2 separate regions of the Mus musculus genome follow, and region 1 is linked to region 2. The links are chromatin contacts, called in public promoter capture Hi-C maps. All regions are on one chromosome and are shown on one strand. The core of a region is the stretch at or near the end of the contact, and the rest is flanking DNA. Distances in the headings are between cores, read along the strand shown.

What was found. Capture Hi-C pulls out chosen DNA fragments and counts their contacts.
Region 1: a contact with region 2 is called in a promoter capture Hi-C map of pancreatic islet. The contact joins the promoter of Flywch1 here to the promoter of Bicdl2 in region 2. A contact is called at or near these places in 6 of 39 promoter capture datasets (the C10 cell line, the HPC-7 cell line, cranial neural crest and 2 more), 1 of 484 Hi-C or Micro-C datasets (embryonic stem cells), 3 of 115 datasets of contacts at active chromatin or transcription factors (embryonic stem cells and pancreatic cancer cells) and 3 of 9 other capture datasets (adipose tissue, liver and pancreatic islet).

The regions. Positions count from the first base shown.
Region 1 is chr17:23,769,981-23,773,222 of GRCm38.p6, forward strand. It overlaps Flywch1 (FLYWCH-type zinc finger 1), which reads right to left and starts at 1,622. Exons shown (of 8, transcript NM_001357994.1): 1 at 1,435-1,622.
Region 2 is chr17:23,658,867-23,662,042 of GRCm38.p6, forward strand. It overlaps Bicdl2 (BICD family like cargo adaptor 2), which reads left to right and starts at 1,640. Exons shown (of 10, transcript NM_153784.3): 1 at 1,640-1,686; 2 at 2,902-3,176. The coding sequence starts at 2,915.

The DNA.
Region 1 (3,242 bases), core at 372-2,871, 110 kb after region 2:
TAATGTGGAGTTTCACAAGCTCTGCACTGGTGCCATTCTAGACCTGATCTCATTTCCCTGGGATGGGCAGGGTACGATGTTTATTGGCACCTTTGGGCTTTATGTACTAAATAAAACCCACTACCACCTCTTTTCTCAAGTCACCGGGGAACCAATACTCCTGGTGGAGAGGAGGGATGGGACAGTGAACTGAGGATACTGTTCCAAAGCGATTCAGCAATGCAGACGCTGCAGCAGGACATGGTGATACATACCTTTAATTCCAGCACTCAGGAGGCAGGGGGTGGAGGAGCTCTGTGAATTTGAGGCCCACCTGAAGCCCACAGATGAGGGCTACATAGAAAAACCCTGTCTTGAAACAAACAAACAAAAAGGAATAAGGCAGAGAGTGATAAACAGCCTTGTGTATGCATGCACAGAGACACACAAACACACACTCAGAATGATAAGGAAAACCCACATGAGATGTGGGAAGCCAACTGATAGATTTCCGCAATCCTCCTAGATGAGAATCTTGGCTAGACGGATTCCTTTACCTAACAATTCAGCTTCACATCCCTCCCCCAGCAAAGCCATCTTCATCTGCATAAGTGAGCATGTATTATCAGCTCTCCTCTACTTCATATGCTGTTTTGTTCCCACAAGTCAGACTAGTGGCACTTGGGAGAACAATGAGATAAACATACCAGAAATCTAAACCAAGCCCCAGCAATGGTAAGGACCCTGGAAAGCAAAGAAGTTAAAAACAAAACATCATAACAAAAAGATCTTTCTTGGGGATGGTTATCTGATTGTAGAGTAAGGAGTAAAGGGGGGTTTAAAACTGTCAGATAAGCTAGGTCTTGAATCAATGGGTTAGCAAGTCAGTCATTTGGAATGGAATGGAACGGAACAGAAAGGAATGAATTAGAACACAGCCTAAATAGATCTGCGTCATGTGAGATTGGTAAGCGACTCTCTTTAAACTTGCGATTCACGAAATCTATCTTCAGGCACAGAATATACACATAAAACATCTTTCTCAGTCTAGAATGCGTCACAAAGTTTGAAAGCCACAATGGGCAACCTATAGTCTGAACGAGGAGGGGTAACAACCGGCAAAAAGTGCAAGGTCATTGGGACCTGCGGCCGCCAAGGATGGGCCGCGACGGAGGACAGAGCTGGATGGACATGCAATGGGTGGACACGGTTCAAGGAAGATGGGCGAATGTGTGGTCCCGGATTTAGAGGTGTTAAGATCGGTACAGGAGTCGAGTGGGTTGATGGAGAGATCAGGTAGAAAGGAGGCGCATCGTGGATGTCCGACAAAGAAGCACCCCATGCCCGAGCTACAGAGCTGGGGCCCCTCCCCAGCACCGGGCGCGACCCCAGGATAGCCGGACCAGGCATCGCTCCGCTGGTCCGACCCTCCCGCCCGCAGGGGCCCGTCCTCACCGACGGCAGCGGGCCCTGCCTCTCCGGCGGCTGAGCCACCCGATCCTTCGTGTGAGTGTCCGCCAACGCAGGCGCCGGCCTAGCAGCCGGGGCTGCTCTAGGAACCACGACCCCGCCGCCCGCTCCCGCCGCCAACTGCCCCCTGGGGAGCGAGCCCGTGCCCGCGCGCGCGCCCCCGCGAGACGCCTGCTTGGGAAGCCTAGAAACTACTAGCGAGCATGCGCAGCAGAGGCGCGGAGCCATTCCTGAGGCGGATACCACTTCTCCGGGTCTTCTCTGCGCAGTGTCAACTTGACACCCTAGCCAATCAGCATCAGGGGCGGGTCTACTAACAAGGAAGAAGGCGGGACAACCCATGGTCCCGCTACTGCATCCGGGAGGGCGGGGCGACAGGTGAATTTGTAGCAAGGATGCAGGCTGGGAGTCATCACTAAAAGGATGACAGCGCTATTGATAGAGAGAACAGGACTTTTATAGGATTTGACTGCATTCTTACGAAGTTGTAGCTTTGGCTTAAGTGCGTCTTTAGGCCTGTGACCTTCAGAACTTTCTTTTTTACATTTTAAGTATTTTATTTCTTTATTTTTTATTTTTATTTTTATTTTAAGACAGGGTTTCTCTCCGTAGCCCTGGCTGTCTTGGAATGCTCTCTATAGACCAGGCTGGCCTCAAACTCAGAGATCAGCCTGCCTCTGCCACCCTAGCACGGTGAGTACTGGGATCAAAGGCATGCGCCACTGCCACCCAGTTTTCTTCCTTCCTTCCTTTCTTTTTTATTTTTTAAAAAACATAACTCTGACATATTTTAAGTGTATTTTTAAAATGTATTTGGATGTTCTGTCTGCATGTGTATCTGTACACCATGTGCATTTCTGGTGCCTGTGGAGGCCAAAAGAGGGCATAGGATCTCCTGGAGTTGCCCAGAGTTATGAACCACCATGTGGGTGCTGGATATCAAGGCTGGGTCCTTTGGAAGCAGCCCAATGGTCTTCATAACTGAGCCAGTTCCAAAGAACATTCTTTTTTTTTTTTAAGATTTATTTATTTATTATATGTAAGTACACTGTAGCTGTCTTCAGACACTCCAGAAGAGGGCATCAGATTTCGTTACGGATAGTTGTGAGCCACCATGTGGTTGCTGGGATTTGAACTCTGGACCTTCGGAAGAGCAGTCGGCACTCTTAACCACTGAGCCATCTCGCCAGCCCTCCAAAGAACATTCTTATGCAGCACGTTGAAACCCTTAGATACCCCCCTCTCCCAATCCAGGACTATCTGAGATTTGAAATAGTGACAATAACAGATCGCATATTTAAATAAGAATCCAGGAGCTGAATGTGTGTGGCACAAATGAAACAGAAGCAAGAGAATCAGGAATTCAAGTCTTTCATCAGCTACATAGTGAATGTAAGGCAAGCCTGAGCTACATGAGACCCTGGGTTTTAAAAACAACAATATAGGTGAATAAGTAAGTAGAAGAGAAAGATAAGGGTTTTGGTTTTGGTTTTGGTTTCAGAAATCTAAAAGTTAAAAAACTTTTAACTTTTAGAGAGAAAATGGGAAGCCCTGTGTGGCGGGGCAAGCCTGTAAACTCAGAATTGCGGAGACAGAGGCAGGAGAATGAGGCCATCCTGGGCTACACAGCGAGTCCTGGAAGCTGATTCTTCATAGACTGTCTCCAAAAACAAACCGTTTTGAAAAGAAACACTGTTAGGTAGTGGCTCTCAACCTTCCTAAAGCCGTGACCCCTTAATACAGTTCCTCATACCGTGGTGACCCCCAACCATACGATTATTTTTGTTGCTACT
Region 2 (3,176 bases), core at 390-2,889:
TCTCCCCTGATTATGTATATACCCTTCCTACTTACACTCAGCTGGTATTCTGGTAGCAGCTTCCAATCAGCCTAGAGTGAGTATTTACACCACAGAAACAGGTAAATGTATCAAGTTCACTTTCCCCAGAAACCCGTTGTTAAACCCTTGCCAGCACACCTCTTTTCCAGAGATACATTTGTCCTCTTTATCAGGCCTGGAATTCCTGTCCTGTGCCTCAGGAAGCCCTGGTGTCTAGAATTATGAGGAGCCACAAGGCCAGTGCTGGGTTTCACTTTGTGAGCTGATCTGACATCACCTGTCTTGGCTCCTGTCCCTTGATACCATGGGCCTTGCTGGAGCATGAGACCCAACTCTGCAGAAAAAAAGAACTGAGACCCCACCTCTGGAGCTACATGGACTCAGGTGTGCTTCGAGGCAAGCCACCTTAGGTGCCAGGGAATCAGTGTCTTGTATGCAGCACGGAACTATTAATCCCAGCACTCAGGAGGCAGAGTCAGGCAGATTTCTGAGTTCGAGGCCAGCCTGGTCTACAAAGTGAGTTCTAGGACAGCCAGGGCTACAAAGAGAAACCCTGTCTCCAAACAAACAAAAAAGAATAAGATGCTAGGGCTGGTGATACCGTCGGCTGGTCGAGTACTTACCTAGCACACACCAGGCACGGATTCAAACCCCAGCACAGCATAGGCTGAGTGTGGGGTGGTACATGCCTGTTATCCTACGACCAGGAGATGGAGCCAGGAGCATCTGGAAGCTCAAGGTCCCCTGTTCTTTAGTAAATTTGAGGCCATCCTGTGACACATGAGACCCTGTCACACACACATCCCAAAAATGGCACCGCACACATTCACTGTACATAACTGTGGGGGTTCAAATGAGAATGCCCCCTCCTGTAGGCTCGTACATTTGAATGCTTTGTCCCCAGTTGGTTGAACTGTTTGGGAAGGATTAGGAAGTCAAACTTTTTTGGAAGACATGTGCCAAAGAGGTAAGCTTTGAAATTTTAAAAGCCCATGCCAGGTCCTTGCTCTCGTTCTTGCTCCCCTTCCTGCCCATGTATCAGAGGTAAGCTCTCAGCTACTGCTCCAGTACAAAGCCTGCCTGCCTGCTGCCATGCTCATGGTCTCTAACCCTCTGGAGCCATGAGTCCCCAAAATAAATGCTTTCTTTTATAGGTTGCCTTGGTCATGATACTTTGTCATGGCAATAGAAAAGTAATTAAGACAATAACAAACTTGTACCCCAAACAAAGCCGGTGGCTTCCCTGAACCTCAGCTTGCCCTTCTATAAAATAGTGTGTCAGTAGATGCTGCTTCCTTAGGGTGTTACAAAAGAAAAAAAATTACTATAAAAGGGCTTTCTTAGTGGAGGGCTTACCACGGTATCCTTACTAATAATTTCCTATCACAAGGGCAAGCATGAAGAATAAGAAGCTGACTTCTTTGCTCAGCCTGTAGATCTGCACATAGTAGGTGTTCAATTAATGTTCCCAGTAAGAAGCAAGATGGATCTTTAAGAGGATGGATGTGACATTCCTTTGACAGTGCCTAGCCATTCCCACCACCAGGGGGCGTCCCAACCCCTCCCGCGGCACCGCCCCCTCACCTGTGCAAGCTTGCACCTGGCACCGCCTCCGGAAGAGGACTTGGGGATCGGGGAACCTCGGAGGGAGCCTGGTGGCGACAGGTGAGAGCCTAGGGGGTGATGAGGGCGGGACACTCAGGTTTTGGGCATGGTTGGAGAGGACCGGTCGGAACGGTAGGATGGAGATCGGGAACAGCCTCTAGGGACTCTGGAAGTAACTCCGGGATGCCGGACACCTGCCGCAAAGAGTGATTATCATGCTTGCCCTTGTGATAGGAACGGGTCGGAGAACCCACTGGGTCTAGCCCTAGGACAACTAGACTGGGACATGTGTAACACCTGGGATTTTTCCGGCCAGCTGTACTTGGCACCTGTCGAGGGGAGGGGAACAGGTGCGCGTGGGCTCCGGGGTGAGTAGGGGGCGGGGACCCTCCCGGGGTTGGCATGGAGAAACCAGAGTGTCAGGCCTTTTCTCCTGAGCCCCTGAACCCTTCTCCCTTGGCGGCCCTCGTAAAGCACAGGGCTCCCGTCCCCAGGGGCGGGCCGGGAAGTAAACAGAAACCCGAAGTGGAGGCTGTGGCGCGCTGGCTGGCACAACCTGTTACCTCGCCCTGCGCTGGGTCAGCGCCAGGGCTCAGGGAAAATGGGGGTCTGCGGATGAAGGCTCCTAAGTCAGGAGGGGTAAAGGCAGGAATACCTGAGTCTTGATAAAATTAGGATTCCGGAGATTCCACTTGGAGTCCAGGAGAGGGACGCGATGCCCATCAAGGCTGACAAGGCTAAACCAAGTCTAACGCACTTGGGTCCTGAGAAAGTAGACAAGGATATGGGAAGGCAAAGAGCTAGAAATCTGAGTTTCTGGAAAGGGAAGGAGTTGGATCCCTGTGGCTAAAGGGTCAAGACACAGCTGTCCCCACTGGTGAGAGCCTGTACTCTCTGGATAGGAAGTTGGTTTCATCCCTAAGACTGAGTCTACGTGACCCTGCCATTCTAGGTAGGATTAGTGCCCAGGTGGTGAGGGACTGGGAAGAGGAGCAAGGTCTGTCATTGGGTTGCTTGTGGCACCAGAGCGCTGGGACAAATCTTCCCTAGGGCAAAGAATGTGTGACAAAGGCAGGAGGCAGGAGGTGAGGGCAAGATGGTTGGTTTCATTCTGCTTCCAGCCTCAGTCTACCCTGAGGTCATTAACGGAGCTGGGTGGCCCACATGGATCATTAACCCTTGTCGGCCCAGGCTGCAGAATTGAAAGGCCACTAGGGGGCGTGCCCGGGGGCTGCTGCCGAATGGCTATGTTTCAGCAGCAACCTATCTTCACAGATGTGAAGGCACCATGGACTCCCCTGGTGAGCCAAGCTTCCCTTCCGGGCTGCTCTCAGGGGGTGCTTCTCCTAGTGGCGATGAAGGATTCTTTCCCTTTGTGCTGGAGCGACGAGACTCCTTCCTGGGAGGAGGGCCAGGGCCAGAAGAACCAGAGGACCTAGCCCTGCAACTGCAACAGAAAGAAAAGGACCTGTTGCTGGCTGCTGAACTTGGCAAGATGCTTCTGGAACGCAACGAGGAGCTTCGGAGGCAGCTGGAGACACTGAACACTC